Regions from separate parts of the Mus musculus genome. Here all the other regions are linked to region 1. Evidence: chromatin contacts called from public HiChIP or PLAC-seq and promoter capture Hi-C data. All regions are on one chromosome and are shown on one strand. Each heading gives the region's core, a stretch centred on a gene start, on an enhancer-like site or on the middle of the called end of the contact. The rest is flanking DNA. Distances are from core to core; before and after follow the strand shown.

What was found. Promoter capture Hi-C pulls out the DNA fragments that hold promoters and counts their contacts. HiChIP or PLAC-seq counts read pairs in DNA pulled down with a chosen protein or histone mark.
Region 2: a FOXA1 HiChIP or PLAC-seq map of pancreatic cancer cells shows a contact between it and region 1. The contact joins the promoter of Mpzl2 here to the promoter of Phldb1 in region 1. A contact is called at or near these places in 1 of 484 Hi-C or Micro-C datasets (embryonic stem cells) and 2 of 115 datasets of contacts at active chromatin or transcription factors (pancreatic cancer cells and trophoblast stem cells).
Region 3: a contact with region 1 is called in an H3K4me3 HiChIP or PLAC-seq map of bone marrow-derived macrophages, with 6 times the contacts expected there. The contact joins the enhancer-like site here to the promoter of Phldb1 in region 1. A contact is called at or near these places in 16 of 39 promoter capture datasets (the 3T3-L1 cell line, 3T3-L1-derived adipocytes, the C10 cell line and 9 more), 3 of 15 datasets of contacts at CTCF or cohesin (embryonic stem cells, large pre-B cells and pro-B cells), 19 of 484 Hi-C or Micro-C datasets (B cells, CD4 T cells, CD8 T cells and 12 more), 20 of 115 datasets of contacts at active chromatin or transcription factors (the 230-238 cell line, astrocytes, bone marrow-derived macrophages and 13 more) and 5 of 9 other capture datasets (adipose tissue, embryonic stem cells, liver and 2 more).
Region 4: a contact with region 1 is called in a promoter capture Hi-C map of stem cell-derived epiblast-like cells, with 2.6 times the contacts expected there. The contact joins the promoter of Cd3e here to the promoter of Phldb1 in region 1. A contact is called at or near these places in 1 of 39 promoter capture datasets (stem cell-derived epiblast-like cells) and 1 of 115 datasets of contacts at active chromatin or transcription factors (embryonic stem cells).

Annotation. Positions count from the first base shown.
Region 1 is chr9:44,733,001-44,737,045 of GRCm38.p6, reverse strand. It overlaps Phldb1 (pleckstrin homology like domain, family B, member 1), which reads left to right and starts at 1,848. Exons shown (of 22, transcript NM_153537.4): 1 at 1,848-1,921. It overlaps Gm24166 (a small nucleolar RNA gene), which reads left to right and starts at 99; the gene lies at 99-233.
Region 2 is chr9:45,040,017-45,044,061 of GRCm38.p6, reverse strand. Mpzl2 (myelin protein zero-like 2) reads right to left here and starts at 1,718. Exons shown (of 6, transcript NM_007962.4): 1 at 1,268-1,718; 2 at 196-362. The coding sequence starts at 1,325.
Region 3 is chr9:44,460,107-44,464,151 of GRCm38.p6, reverse strand. No RefSeq gene overlaps it. Among named protein-coding and RNA genes, the nearest start is that of Upk2, 7.4 kb to the right of the region's middle. Within about 2 kb of position 2,006, at least 44 of the 459 cell types and tissues checked have an H3K27ac peak or open chromatin away from gene starts, as enhancers often do. A contact at or near this core is called in the HPC-7 cell line, bone marrow-derived macrophages, macrophages and 1 more, where this site is marked.
Region 4 is chr9:45,007,302-45,011,346 of GRCm38.p6, reverse strand. It overlaps Cd3e (CD3 antigen, epsilon polypeptide), which reads left to right and starts at 1,736. Exons shown (of 8, transcript NM_007648.5): 1 at 1,736-1,781; 2 at 1,898-1,999. The coding sequence starts at 1,951.

The DNA.
Region 1 (4,045 bases), core at 599-3,098:
TCCCCCTAATCAGAACCCCTCTCCAAATGCTAAATTTGCAACAAGATGATTTTGTTTTGCTTTCTCTTTTTGTTCAAAAAACCAAAAACAAAAACAAAATGGCCCTGAATCAAGGCTGCAGTTTACTGAAGCTGTTGGTTTCAAGCAGGAGCCTAAAGAAATATCTTTCTGTGGTCTGTTGGCCATTGCAGAAATTGTAAGTCTTATGGTCAATTCATTAGAAAGAAACATCTGGAAGAAAAAAGAAAAAAAAAAAAACCAAAAAACCACCACCAACAACAACACACTAGAGCAGCATGAAAAATACTGTTGTGATTGACATATGCCTCAGGAAGGTTGGCCAGAGCTGAAATTGTTCCTTGAGCCTCAAATGATACGAAGAGAGGTAAAAAGAAGCTGCTTATATCTTGGGACTTTCTGGTGACCACAGTGCACTTGTCACCTCTGTTAGCTAGAGGAGGTGGCAGGTAGGACTCCTTCTCCTCCTCCCTCTTGTTCATTGCTCCACAGTCTCAGGTTTAATCGCCAGCTGTGGATGCCCCCTACTAATGCTAGTTCTGTCAATGAGTGACCAAATTCCTGCAGTTCAGTCTCCTGCCATTCCTGAGAGAGAGAGAGAGAGAGAGAGAGAGAGAGAGAGAGAGAGAACACAGAACAAAAGCCACTGGAACAGAACTGGGTTTGTCCATTCCAAAGAGGACTTTCATTTTAAATTTTCTCCAACCCATCCCATCTGGACCTTAAGCCAGACTTGGGGGCTTCCTGCTTGTTCCTTCACTGAGGAAAAGCCTCTGCCAATCCTTTAGTGCAGGTTAAAGAGGCCCAGTCTAGTCTGAGTTCAGCTCCCATGAGGCCTCCCAGCCGTCTCCTGGGGCAAGAGCAGGCTTTGCAAGGTGCGGCTACACTGTCAGCTTGGATTTCGGGGTGCGGGTTGGACTGCTGAATGACTTCGCCAGGCTGGGCTTATAGACTGCCCCCCTCCCTCTTTTCTTCCTCAAACTCCCACTCTTCAGCCAACCTGGTGTCTTTCTACCCTGCCTCCAGCTCCAGCTGCAACCCAACAATTCTTTAGTGGAGGTGAATGGACAGAGGCAAAAAGGCCGGCTCCATTCAGCTTTCCTGGGTCCTGTGGTTTGCACCACACTTTTTTGTTTGTTTTTGTTTTTTGAGACAGGGTTTCTCTTGTGTAGCCCTGGCTGTCCTTGAACTCATTCTGAGACCAGTCTGGTCTCGAACTCACAGAGATCCACCTGCCTCTGCCTCCCGAGTGCTGGGAAAAAGACCACCATCATTTGGCTTACAGCACACTTTCAACGGACCTTGCCTTCACGTTCATTTCTGAAGCATGGTGTGCAATTATTAAATCGACAACTCTCTATGGTGGGGCTTGGAACAGCAAAGGGTAGGGGCTGACCTGGGTGCCCTCAGTTGATGTTCTGAAAGGAAATTGAGCATCTGTGGTAGGGCTGCGCTAGGACTCATGGGGAGTCAGGGGACGATTCAGGCATCTTGGGTAGGCGGAGGTAAATAAAGAAGTGCTTCGAGGCCCAGAGTGGAGGGTGGTCTAGGAGGGTCGGAAGGGGAGGGTGAGAGGAGAGTTTGCACGGTGGTGGCCCTGGTGGTGGTGGTGGAAAGCCCAGCTGTACAGATGAACAAAGCGGGCGCTGTGCAAGCGGGGGAGGTGCTGCTGTGGGAAAAGCTGGGTGGGGGCCTTGGGCTCCAGCACCACAAGGGCGTCTTCTCTAGCTGGCCAGGCGGACAGGACGGGATGGGGGCGGGGACTCAGGGAAGCGGGGCGGGACAGTCTCCCTCTCCTCCTACTCAGCTGGCTCCAGGGGAAAAGCAACAGAGTCTTCGCCAGCCTGAGGCCGCCGCGGCCCACTTGGGCAAAGGGGCCGGTGTCCCCCCAACTCCCCACAAGGTAAGCGTGCCCCTCCCACTATGCCTCGGGGTTCCATTCGCCGTCTGGCTGAGTCTACAGAAGGGAAAGTCCCCGGGACCAGACGAGACCAGTCTGGCCCAGCGAACTGGGTAGAAAGGTGCGGAAAAAGGGGGCCATGCCAGGTGAGTGCGTTGGCGGAAGGGGCTTTGTGGGCCGCCCTCGGCGAACTGCTTGCTCTTGCCCTCCTGAGTCGTTGCCAGCGCCACCGCCAGAGGGGGCCCTGGTATTAAGTGGAGGAATTCCCCCCCCCCAAGTCTTGCGGGATCTAGATCCTCCTGTGGGCACCCCGATGGCCAGTATCCCACACTTGCAGTCTCGGGTTGGGTACGCGCGCGGGACCTTGTCTACAGCATCGCACATGGTTCCTCTCCACATCAGCAGGACCACAGGAAGGGGGATCCCCTAGGCGTCTCCGCTCTTGTCCTCGTTCCAGCTGCCTGGATGGACTCAAAAAGATGTGGAGTTCAACTCTGAGGCGTGGGAGGGAGTCAGGGAGGGATCCTGGGGTTTCCATGTCTAGGGTCTCCTGGGCACTTTTCCAGGACCCCCGTTATCTATGAGGGTCCCCGGCGACCTGGGATGACTGAGCCGTTGGCTCCCGCTCCGCCTCCGCGGTCTGGATCCAAAAACAGCGCGGAGTTCCCCAGCCGAGGTCGAGCGCCGTCATCGGACTCCCCCGGGATGGGGAAGCGAGGGTAGGCGGCTGGGTGGGGTCGTGGGGCGCGGGGTTGCCCTGGCGCCGCGGACGCTTCCGCCCAGGCCAGCGCAGCGGGGATTTGGCTCGCGACTGCGCGGCCCGGCGGGGGACCCAGTGAGCCGGGGTGGGGCTGCATTCTGGGCCCGTTAGCTCAGCGGTCCCGGAGGCTCCCGGAGACTGACTCATCGCACTTCGGGCTCACTCCACAGCGGTCACACAAACAGAACTGGCCACTAACACGGGCGTCCGCACAGCTCCCACGCACAGCATCCCACGCCTCACCTCCGCGCACCCGCAAGACACGTCACACCGACAGTCCAGTGTCACCCCACGGGTGCACACGTGAATCCTCACATGGGCCTCGACTTCACACACTTAGTCCGCTTCACACCACGCACTCCACGCGCTGGGAAGGGTCGCCCGGGAAGACTGCTCCACTCACGCAACCTCCCCGCACGCACGCACCTCCCTCCACATGCCAGCCCCCTTCCTGCAGCTGCGAGGCCGCCCCCTTTCCCTGCTGTGCAAACAAGCGACTTTTTCTCTCTCTGCCCTGCTGAAGAAAGGCCGCTTGTCCCCGGGGCCGGACGGGCGGGGCTGCCGCAGCAGGCGACCCAACACTGCTGCCTTGTCCCACCCGGTGGCCTGGGGAGGGCCGAGCCTCTGCTGTGGGGAGATCCACGAACCCTGCGGGTTTCCGAGAAGTGCACCTTTCCAGCGTCGCTCCCCAATACTCCTCCACCCCAACTACTCTTCCCAGCTCTGTCTACTCTGTCCCCAGACTGTGCAAGACTCTGTTCTCCCGCTGCTGGGGATTCCTCTTTTCCTAGCTGCCCTCCGGTTCCGTTCCCCGCTCCAAGGTGCTCTGAAGCGCCTGGTTTATCCTCTCCTATTTGGGGAATGTATGCTAAGTCTGCCCCCTCCCTCCCCATCACCACCACTCATGCTTCTTAGGGTTCCCTGGCCTTCCCTACAGTCTATTTTCCTAGTTCACTATCTCATCCCCAAAACTGCTGTTATTTTTTGAGACAAGGTCTCATGAAGCTCAGGCCGAGGCTGGCCTTGAGTGTCTGATATCCTGTCGCCACATCCGGAGTACAGGGAATTAGGTTTACAGGCATGTACCACCACACCCAGGCTCTCCTCACCAGCTTTCAGTATTTTCTCCTGACTTCACACTCTATTATCCCTGCACCTCGTCCTTTCTACAAACCCCCCTTTCTCTCTGCCTATTTTTATTTCTAATTTCTTCTCTACACGCCTGGCTTTGGACACTCCCCCTGCCTCTCCTGGGCATTCTGCCCGCCCGGCCTCAGTTTCCTTCCCGTCCTGACTCCTTCCTCTGCCGGTGGCCCTTCCTCGAGGGCGTATGTGAGCAGGGAAGACGAAAGAAAGTCATTGTGACC
Region 2 (4,045 bases), core at 469-2,968, 310 kb before region 1:
TAACCAATGATCCAGCTCCTTGGAATATTCTCTGGCTTCCCTTTTCTTAGACCTGTTACTCTCTGTCCCAAGAACTGGGTCCCCACTTAACCCCACGCATGCGCCGAACATGGGAAAGATGGGGGGCGGGGGGGAAGGATTGCCACAATGCATTCTTGTCAAGAGTCCTCTGGAAGGTGACAAGAATCTACTTACAAACTGCTCACGACCCCCATCTCGAGGTCGGAAATTCCACGTCACAGTTAGCGCATCTCCCACAGGGGCAAAGCTGGAGAAAGTGCATTTTAACCGAACATCTGTCCCGTTGACTGCCTCCAGGGCCCCGGAGGTGTAAATTTCCACAGCTTCTGTAGGACAAAGGGCTGCAATGGAGGGAAGGAAGAGGTTAACAGTGGTGTATCATTGAGAAAAAAACGCTGACACTTTCCAAGTAAGCCAACCTTCAAATTCACTTCACCAGGAGTCTACATACTCCTGCCTGCACACAGCTTTGACCCTCCCATCCCGAGGGCCAATTAGAGGTAAAACTACCTGGTGTTCTCACTTTCTTCACAGCCTTACCGCACCAATTTCAGAACTATAACCAGAAACTACAAACATCAGCAAAGGAGATGGAAAGAAGAAACAAAAATCCAAACGTTGGTCAGACGTGGCGTATTACGATCAAGCAACACAGTATGTTTTTTTGTTTTGTTTTGTTTTGTGGAAAAAAGAAGTCTCCAAGCAGGGAAGTTTTCCTACATGTAGACTTGGGGCTGCTGCTAGCCTGCAGGTCAATCCACCCCAGCAGTTGCGCTTGCCTGCACCCCTGGAAGCCTTACACCACGTGGCTTATTTACAAGTCTGGTACGTGCATTGGTTGGGACAGCTTCAAAACCACAGCGGGACTCTCGCTCTGACAATCCAGGTTTGCTCTCTGGTGCTGCAGGGAGTCGCAGACAAAATCCTCCCACGGAAATCCAAGGGCCAAATCTAGCCAGCAGCCCGAGGTTGAGAGCAGCCACACAAAGATGGTGTGTAACCTGAGATCAGAAAGCCCTCTGTGTGCCTCAATCACGGGCGGCCAAACACACCTAAACCTGTTTGCCCAAAGTACTGCCCCAAAGCAACCCACCGAACTGAAGTTTCGGCGAAGTCTGGACTAGAACGAATTGCAGTTGGGGCACGATCTCCCAACGGAGCCCTTGAGATTTCTTCAAGCCATGAGCTCTGTCTTTACAGAATGGGCGGCAATGGTAGAAAATCCTAGAAGCCCGCCAGTTCTTACCTGTGAGCTGTAAACTCAGGAGAAGTGGAAGCACAAGCGCGGGGCTCTTGCCATACATCAGGGAAAGCCAGTCGTGGCCCCAGAGGCCAAACCCGGCAGACCCAGGACTCCAGCACCCAACCAAGGCCAAGGCTAGGACGAGCAGGCGGCACAGTTTACCCACGGAGAGGTCCGAGTCCCTCACCTATGGGAAGGCGCACAGCGGAGCCAACCAGTCGTGACTCATCCCGCCCCGGCCGGTACAGCTCTGGAATGAAAGGTGGGGCCTCCGCACCCAGCGCCCTCCTCCTGATTCTCCCTCCCGCCCCTCTCCACACTCCAGCCCTCTGCGCAAAGGTCTCAGACTCTGCGGTCCTCTCTTTACTTTTCCGTTCATCTGACCGAGCCCTGGCCTCCGGATGGCCTCACAAGCAGCCAGAGGAGGTGGTGCCAGTTTGAAATGTCCCAGACTGCTCTGAACTTGGCCCACACACACCCTTTTAAAACAGACTTTAGTCTTGCCTAGGAAGTGAACATTGAAAGTTTTGCAGTGATTCCTGTCCTTGGAATCAGCCTAGGGCCTGACTCACCGCACCCATCAGTTCTGGGAATTCCTTGAGACCCTCTGGTGTGAACAGGCTCTCCTGAGACTCAGCAGAAAGAAACCAAGTCTCAATGCTGGTTCCTTTCTCAGCTCAGAGCAACTCCCCTGCTCCTTTCTCCCAGCTTAGGGCAGTTTGCAAAGGACTTTTCTGGGCATCCTTTTCTCTCCACAATCCTATGGAAAGGAATACCATTTTAACAGCGTAAAGAGTAACCTCTTAGAGCCTGGCGGTGGCGGCGCACACCTTTACTCCCAGCACTTGGGAAGCAGAGGCAGGCGAATTTCTGAGTTCTTTCTGAGTTCGAGGCCAGCCTGGTCTACAGAGTGAGTTCCAGGACAGCCAGGGCTACAGAGAGAAACCCTGTACTGGAAGGAAAAAAAAAAAAAACGCTCAGGAGGGAAGCAATTGCCCATAATCTTTGTGTGTTCTATGTTATTGTTTGAGACTGTCTCACCATGTAGCCCAGGCTGGACCTTGAAGTTGGGGAGTCACTGCCCAGCTTTGGCAATACTCAGGACTAAACTCATGACCTTGTACTTACTAAGCAAGTGTTCTGGCACGGAGCTACACCCACAGCCCCATGGGAAGCTTCCTGACTTGCGTGAGTTCCCTGCCCACAAACCAAAAGCCTGATAGGGGTGATCAGTGAACTCTCAAGGAAAAGAAAACCTTTCCTGTGCCCCAGATTTCAACTGCCATTTTGAGGACAGCCACCTATCTGAGAGGCCTGAAACGCGGAGATAAAGGGCTTCATCTGGTAAGAGGCACAACAGCAAGCTGGCAAACAGAGGCAACCAAGACCGAATGCAGTTAAAAAGTGGGTGGAGGCTACGACATAAGTATTGGCACCAAGCCAAGGAGCCTGGCCACCTGAGTCCGGTCTAAGGAACCCACGTGGTAGAAGGAGAGAATCAAACCCTGAAAACTGCCTTTTGACCTACACACACACACACACACACACACACACACACACACACACATACACACACACGCGCGCGCGCGCGCTATGGTGCACATGCACACATGCAACAGAGAGACAGAGACACGGGGTGGGGGAGGGGAGAGGGAGGGAAAGACTAGTTAAAATGTAATTTAAATTTTTAAAGAAGTAAGCTAGATGGGGGATGGGACACTGAATACAATTGAATCGCCCTTATCCCTGGATTAGCTATCTAGAAACTATTCCGTGATCCGTACCACAGTCTTCTATCTGAACCCCGGTAAAAAGGGTGCTGCTAGGAGGGAAGCAAGGGCCAGACTGGGTAGAAAAATAAAGAAACGTCAGGCTAGGGGTCTAGCAGCTCAAGGACAAAGTGAGTACCCAGGACCCTGGGTCCTATCGAGCAGGCGATAAAATAAAAGCATTCCACCCAAAGAGGGGTAAATTACTGACATGAAGGAAAAAGAAAAGTGTGGAGGAGAGATGGAACAAACGGGCAGACACTCGCCCAAACCTACTCATTACTCTGGGGAGCGCAGGGGCTGCCCCAGAGGGAGGTCAGCTGCGTGCTGGCACCAAAGCGCTCCTGTAATGAGTGTCTGGCTCCTTCGCCAGCCTCTAGGACCTAGAGTCTAGGTGATTCTGAGCAGCCCAAACTGAAAATTCTGGGTTGCTGAGTGGCACTTACATGGTGGGCAGATGTAGCCTTCCCTGTAGGTAGGTCAGAAAAGGGTCAGCTCCAGGAACCCCGGGAGTAGGGAGGGGGGCGAGTTAAAGAAAACTTCATCTTGGTTGGCTTTCGACTTTGCAGAGAAACGCCATTCCAAACAGACAGAGCCAGGGAAAGGTTAAGTTGACAGCAAATTGCAAAATTCAGTGAGAGGTGGAGTTAACCGAAGAACACTCTGAAACAGCAGGTGAGGAATCAGGGCAGGAGGCAGTGAACAGAATAGAAAGCTTGTTGTCCAAGCAGAGGAATTCCTCCCCAGTCACCAGATGCCCTGAGAGCTGGCAGCCAGCCTTGCTCTGAGGGGCACAGCTGCCCGGATCCCATTCCTCAGCCCAGGTCAAGTTTTTGGCTTTGTGTTCAGCAACGCCCAGTTCCTTCCAGTTAACAGGAGAGGCTCCAACTATCTCACTGTTCCCACCCTGGGCGAAGAAGGAGACTGAGGGTTGAACCTGTTAAGAGAAAATGGCAAATAAAAAGAGCATTCATTGCCCCCTTGGTATTCCAAAGATGCCAGTGTGCGGAAC
Region 3 (4,045 bases), core at 757-3,256, 270 kb after region 1:
TATTTTTAAATATTTCCCTTGCTATTTGCTGTTACTTATTTCTAGTTAACTCTTTAAAAGATTTATTTTTAAAAGTGTGTGTGTGTGTGTGTGTGTGTGTGTGCGTGCGTGCGTGCGTGTGTGTGTGTGTGTGTGTGAATGTTCAGAGGTCTGTGGAGGCCAGAGGTATCACATGCTTCAGAAACTAGGATTACAGATAGTGTGAGCTTCCCAGTGTGGGTCTGGACCTGAGCTTGGGTCCTGTGGAAGAGCAATATACTCTCTTAGCTGATGGATCATCTCCCAGACCCATGATATGGGGGTTTTGGTTGGTCGGTTTAATTTGGTTTTGAGACAGGATCTCAAAAGTCCTGGCTGGCCTGGAACTCAGAGGGATCTGCCTATCTCAAGGGTATGTGCCGCCAGGCTGGAGCTTCTCCTATATTTATAAAGGTGGTACAGGGATGGAGGGAGTAAGATGGCCCAGCAGGTAATTGCATCTGCCACCAAGTCTGACAACCCAAGTTCAGTCTCTGAAACTCACATAGTGAAAGGAGAGAACTGATTCCTCCAAGTTGTTCTCTGATCCCCACAGACATTGTGGCCTGCATACACCTATACACCACACACACATACACACACACACTAAATAAATACAAACATACATATATAATACATACATACATACATATGCACATACGTACATACATATGTACATACATCATACGTATACATACATACATACATACAAAAAAGGAAAGGAGAGAGTGAGAGAAGGAGGTAGGCACACACAAACACACACACACACATAATCAATCAATCAATCAGTTAATCAATCAATCAAAACAAAGGAAGGGGGGAGGAAGCTAAGCACCAGAAGCCTGCAACTCTAGCACCTTGGAGATGGAGCAGGAAGATCAAGAATCCGAGATCATCTCCACCTATGTAGCATTTGAGGCCAGCCTGGGCTTCATGAGATCTTATCTCAGAAAACCAAGAGTGAGCCGATGATGTGAATCAGTTGGTAGAGCATCATGGCATCATGCATGAGACCCTGGGTTCTGTCCCCAGCACCATAGCCATAATCCCAGTCCTCTGGCATTTCAAAGGAGAAGAAGGAAGAAGGGGACAGGAGGAAGAGCAGCTAGGCATGGCAGTGCACACCTATGCTGCCAGCCCCGAGGGAAGACCTTGTCTCTAATTAATTAATTAATTAAAGCACAGCCAGCCATGCTAACACACACTACAATCACATTTCTTAGAAGACTGAAGATCAGGAGCTCAAGAACAGCCTGGGCACCAAATCAAATCAGCTTTCCTAAAGAGATAGATAGATAGATAGATAGATAGATAGATAGAGATAAAATCCAGAGCCAGAAGCAAGCTAGCACTAGCAGGGCTGGTAGGGCTTACCCCAAAAAGGGATGACCTGAAATTGGTCCCCAGGACCCACAGAGGAAGGAGAAAGCCAACACACAAGTTAGTTCCACCTTGTGATGTAGCACACATGCCAGGTTTCTCAGTGTAGCCCTGGCTGACCTGGAACCTACAGAGATCCTCAGTCCTCTGTCTCTTGAGTGCTGGGATTAAATGTGTGTGCCACCGTAAGGCTTTATTTTTATTCTCTCTCTATATGAGGGTTTTTCATGCATGTATATCTGTGTACCGTGTGTGTGTGTGTGTGTGTGTGTGTGTGTGTGTGTGTGTGTGTGTGTTTGGTAACCTTGGAAGTCCAAGGAGGGTATTGGATCCCCTGGAACTGGAGTTATACAGTTGTACCCACTACATGGATACTGGGAACCAAACCTAGGTCCCATCAGTTGCTCTCTTCAAAGAGCTGCCTACCCTGTTCTGACCCTAGCACCTCACCTCCCAGCTCTGGTTTCTGCAGGAAGCTGCTCTCCGGAGGTGAAGGAGAAGCCCTGTGGTACCAGCCAGGATGTTTGTGGATGTCTTCTTCCCTTCTACACTCTGAAAGAGCCTCCTTCCACTGTTAAAAGGGGAACCCTGTCACATGCCTGTCTGTGCCAATGAGTCACGTGCCCCATTATAATGGCCTCTTGACTATTTCCCTGTTGGGGAAGCTACCACTAGTGTAGAAACTTGTAAGTGCAAACATCGTTCTGAGAGTCAGGCATTTGAGCAAGACCTGTTGTGTGTGTAAGAAGGGGTGGGGGAGTGTTGTCTCAAGAAGATGTGCTGACAGGCGAGATGCGGTCATTTGATGGTTTTCTTGGTGCTGGAAGACTTAGACTTAGCGCCATGCCTTCTGTGTCACACACTATTGCCTGAAGCTTTAGTTCCTTGCTGTGGAGGCCTCACCTCACCATGGAATTGCTTCTGTCTCCTTTAGAGTAAGCAAGGAGGAACATCTGATCCTATGAGTCATTGCTTACTGCCTTTGGGGAAAAGGGGCTTCTGAGACAGATGTCCATCTTATATCCTTTACTGTCTGGTTCTGTGTAGCAACTTGAAACAAGCTAGAGTCATCAGAGAGGAAGGAGCTTCAGTTGAGGAAATGCCTCCAAGAGATCCAGCTGTAAGGCATTTTCTCAATTAGTGATCAGGTGGTTGGTGCCATCCCTGGGCTGGTGGTCCTGGGTTCTATAAGATAGCAAGGTGAGCAAGCCACATGGAGCAAGCCAGTAAGTAGCACTCCTCCGTGGCCTCTGCATTAGCTCCTGCCTCCAGGTTCCTGCCCTGTTTACGTTCCTGGCCTGACTTCCTTTAGTGATGAACAGCAATGTGGAAGTGTACTCTGAATAAATCCTTTTCTCTCCAATTTGATTTTTGGTCATAGTGTTTTGTTGCAGCAATAGAAACCCTGACTAAGACATGCCCTAAGCTGACCCTAGAGCCGCTATAGTTCAGGCTGGCACTGATCTATAAATCCTCCTGCCAAAGTCTCTTGAATACTGAGATTATAGGTGTCTTGTCTTGTCTTTTCTTTCTTTTTTTTCTTTTCTTTCTTGTTTGTTTGTTTTGAGACCGGGTTTCTCTGTATAGCCCTGGCTGTCCTGGAACCCACTTTGTAGACAAGACTGGCCTGGAACTTAGAAATCCACCTGCCTCTGCCTCCCAAGTGCTGGGACTAAAGGCGTGCGCCACCACTGCCTGGCATCTGAGTTCTATTTCTTTCCATGCCTCCCTCATACCTGCTCTCATGTCTTTTGTTTTTGAGACAAGGTCTCTCGTGTAGACCAGGATGACTTCAAACTTCTGATCATCCTGCCTTTAACCTCCCAATGCTGCTGGCCTCCAACTCCTGGCTCAAGCAATCCTTCTGCCTCAGCTTCTCAAGTAGTTAGAACTGCAGGTACATGCCAGCAGACCAACGGGAAGGGGTTCCACACAGTCACAAATTTGAGGAAATAGGAAGCAGGGATTATTATGGGTCATCGTGGAGGAAGCCTGTAATCATGACACCTCCGATTTAAAGGCTCCACAGGGAGCATTCGTCCTCCACCCGGCCATTGGAGCCTGATCTAAACCATAAACCTGGAGATCATTTGTTCTCCCCCTCTTACACTGCTCAGTGGTCATCACTGTCAGGGGCACCACTACAGCCTGCTCCTTTCTATTCTGGTGGCCACGGCCTGGCCACACTTGCTTTTCTTTTCTCTTGGGTAGTTCTGCTCCTCGGTCTCCTCACCTCATCTCTGACCACATGCCAGTCTGTCCTCCTCACTGCCAGAGGGATCCATGCCAGAATGGTCCCTCCAGAACTCTGGGGAAGAATCTCAAAGGCAAAACTTAAAACCCTTGGCAAAGGCAGTAAGTCACCAGTGGCCCAGAGCAGCTGCAGCTCCTGCCAGGCCCCACCACTGAACCTTCCTCTTGAGGAAGAAGTTTGGTATGCAGTTTCTAAGTGTGAGAATAATTCAAGTCCCTCAGCCTTTCTGAATGCAGATGCTTTCTTCCCCCCCCCCCCACTTCTCTCTCTCTCTCTCTCTCTCTCTCTCTCTCTCTCTCTCTCTCTCTCTCTTTGAGACAGGGTTTCTCTGTGTATCCCTGGCTGTCCTGAAACTCACTCTGCAGATCTGCCTCTGCCTCCCGACTTCTGGGG
Region 4 (4,045 bases), core at 487-2,986, 270 kb before region 1:
GGGGCGGGTGAGGGGGGTTGGGGAGGGGAGAGATGTACGGGGGATGTCTGAGGGCAGTGAAAGGGAGAAATCAAGGTGGATATGATCAAGATACATTACATACATGTATGGAATTGTCGGAGAATAAATAAATCTTTTTTGAAAAAAGGGGAGAGAGCGCCAGAGAGTGAGACAGCAAGGCAGAAAGCAAACCCCAACTCAAAAACAAGGCGGAAAGGGGACTCAGACTCCAAACTAAGGTAGAAAGGGGGATCGAGAAAGAGCGCTTAGTATCCATCTCTGGCCTCCACAAGCACCTCACACGTCTGCACACTCAAACTCCATACATACATGAAAAGATTTTGTAATTTCCATTAATTAATTTATTTACTCATTTTACATCCCAATCTCAGCCCCCCTCCTCCAAGCCCCCCCTCCAAGTCCCCGCCCCTCAGATAGCCGCTCCCCCCACCCCTCCTTCCCCTTCCCATCTGAGAAGAGGGAGGTCCCTCTGGGCACTGAGTCTGATACTATCCCTTATCTGGAGATGTGGGTGGGCAAAAAGAATGTAAGAGTAGAAACTAGGGAGAAGGGCTGTGAAGCACTGCCTTCTAGTAGCTGTGGCAGCCAGCAGTGGATCCACATGCAACTGGGCTTATCAACAGTCAATCATGCATTGGGGCGGGACTTCTGGGGCTCTAAGCCTTTCTACTGAACTATAGGTTATAGATGGATTCAGAAAGAAAGGCAGCCGTTTTCTTCAGTCCTGTACCCACTGAGGAGCTCTTCAGGCTCCTTCAGTAGTTAGTTCCAAATCCACTGTCACACAGCTAACTCTCGTTAAACCCAGTAGATATATCAAGAAGCGGAGCCAGAGAGATACCTCAACAGATAAAGTTGTTTGTGGTTAAAAACCTAAAGACCTGAATTGAAACCTGGGACTCACATGTTAGAGAGAATCCCTCAAGCTACCCTCGACTTCCACACATGCTGTGGCAAGTCTATGCCCACACATATACACATATAATAAATAGGTAAATAAATAACGTAAAACTTTTTTTTCGTAAAACTTTTTAATAAAAGACTTGTCGAGAAAGGGAGATTAATCATCAGAAAGTGTGTTACAATTGTATGAAATTATCAAAGAGCTAAGTCAATAAGCGTTTTTTACAAAGAAAAAGATTGTTGCTTATAACTCAGGAAGTACTTATGCTAGATTTTAAATAATAATGCTAAAAGCTACCCTAGTGGGTGCATGAGTAAAGCCCCTAGCATAGTGTCAGTACAAAGACAGGAGCTATGTGACTCTCTCATTGTCCAGCAACTGCCCAGCATGTGCAATCAAAGGCCAGGACGGCTACATGCTAAAAATCCTGTCTCAAAGAAAGAAAGAAAAGAAAAGCAAGCCCCTCGAAGATTATTAATGAGACGGCTCCACTCCATCCTGCTGCTCAGACCCAAGGGCACCATAACAGAAGGCAGATACTGAGTGCTTCAACGTCTTCCTGCCTCCGCTGGAGGGGTTATGCATAAGGAAGGCTCCCTCAGTGTGGAGGTGCTTTGCACAGGGCACAAGTAGGTGTTTTTCACAGCACTCTCGGGGGCTTGCTAGAGCCCCCCTTGTTCATCCTTATGGGAAGGCTGTGAGGCGCGGATTTCCTCAGTTAACCAAGGCGGAGGCTTCTGCCTCAAACATTTCCAAGTGACGTGGAGCAGGCGGGCCCTGAGTCCCCTCTACACTTCCTGTGTGGGGTTCAGACACCTGCCTCCCCTGTCTGCGTCTGGTGCCTTCTTCAGAAATGGTAAGTCTCTCCTTGTGAAGTGCCCCCCACTCTCCTTCATCCTACTATGGCAACCAATGATCCAGGGTCTTTGCATGCAGCCACTGTGTTGAAAACCTCATCTGTTTCTTTTTCAGAAGTAATGAGCTGGCTGCGTCCGCCATCTTGGTAGAGAGAGCATTCTGAGAGGATGCGGTGGAACACTTTCTGGGGCATCCTGTGCCTCAGCCTCCTAGCTGGTGAGTAGGGGAATGAAAGGGCGGTGCTTTCCCAGGCCATTGCAAGGTTCACAGTCTTGCCCAGTGCAGCTGGTGCCTCAGTGGCTAGAAGATTCAAGGAACTGTTGGCGATACCGTTAGGAAGTGGGGACAAGGGCTGGGGACTCAGGTGCGGGGAGACAGTTCAGGAGACATGCAAAGGAAATCAGTTGGGTTGATCTCATCAACTGAGAGAAGAGTTCTGTCTGTCGTGGAAAATAAGCCCATCTGACTGTAAACTTAGCAATGCTAAGAACTAACACAAGGAATGAGCAGAGATAGTGCCTCTCTTGGTTTGGGGGAGACGGGAGGGTTAGACTCAGGTTCATCCCAGCTTAGTATCTTTGAGACACTTTGTAATTTCCAGTCTTTTGGAAGTGGCCAAGAGATTCCTACTAGTTCATCCTTTTGGGGAAGTAAGGTAGGATAGAATTGGTAAATAATTGAGAGCACATAAACAACATGCATGCTCGTGCTCGTGCGCGCGCGCGCAAGCACACACACACACACACACACACACACACACACACACACACACACACGGCCCTTTGCTAAGTGCATGTGCCGCATGAAGAAACAAGGGTTAATCAGTTTGATTCTTGCTTCTTCCATGGAAGAAAAGTGGTACGGCTCCTGTCTTATGGATGAAGTTGTCATGCACGATTGACTAATCATTCATTGTTAAACAGCAATTCCGGCAGTTGATCTGGGAAGCCAGAGATGTCTGTCGACAGGGTCTGTGCTCAGGAGGGCTGCATGCACTTTGTGAGGCAAATGGCTCATGAGAGTTTTATGTCAAAGACCTAGAAAATTGCCACAGCCTGGCTCCCCTCTCAGAACCACAGCTGTGTGCCTCTACTTCCTGCTTCACTTTGGGTTTCTCAAACTTGACTGTGCACACACCTTCACAGGGGGTCCTGAGAGAGTTGGCTAGCTGCTTGTGAGACAGAGGTTCATGAGACAGTCTAAGTTGACTGGTCTTAAACACTGTGCCCTTCTGCCTTAGCCCTGTGAATGCTGGGATTCTAAGCTTGGGCTAGCAACTCCTTCAACATCCTGTATTTCTAACAAGCTTTGGGTTTATTTATATGGGACTGGTCCAAGGAACACACTTTGAGTCTCACGGGGCAGACTATGACTCCTGCAAGAAGCAGTCATTAATTGTACTACCCCTTAAATTAAATAAATAAATAAATAAACAAAAAAACAAACAAATAATGAAAGCATCACTTAAAAGAGAAAAGAGGAGAGTCTATGGTATAGTTGAGTGGCTGAAGTGCCTCCCATCAAGGTTGACAACAACCTGCATTCCCTCCCCAGGCCCTACACGTGAAAGGAGAGAAGCCGTTCCTACAGGTTGCCCTCTGACCTCCCAATCCCGAAGCACACATGCACACACAGGCACACACTAAATAAATGTAAACAAACATAATAAAGGGAAAGATAAAGACGGAGGAGGGAGGTAAGGAGAATGTTGAAGACTCAAGCACTGTAGATATGTGCTTTGTCTGCTCTGGGGATGCAGAACGTCTCACCCTGCACTGAGACTGTTCATAAGCAAAACGCTCGCTCGGGCGGTGCAGGGGAACTGGCCACTGTGACAGACCCAAGTCAGTGTTGATGAGGGGACCCAGGATAGTCCGATGCACAGGCTCTAGTTGCTAGTCGTCAGGCTTTCAAATATCCCCACCTCTGTCTCAAGCAGAAAACAAGTGGAAATTTTGAGCTCAGCAAAGACAGAATGAGAAAGAATCCTAACACCTGCACCCACCAAGGGCTTGTTTTCCGTCTGAAGTCAGAGAGCAGTTTTCAAAATGGAGGGGCAGCTGCAAAGCTCCGTGGCTTTTTCTTGAGATGACCCCCGACTTTCTTGACTTCTATTTGTTAAACACTGTGCATTCACATCGAATGCTAGAAGTTTCCTCGTCCCGCTTCCTCCTGAATTGCCTGGGATCCTCTGCTTGATGCCCTGTAGGAAACGTCCTTTCCTGTGGTATAGAAATGACTGTTATGTGACCGTGGGTGAGA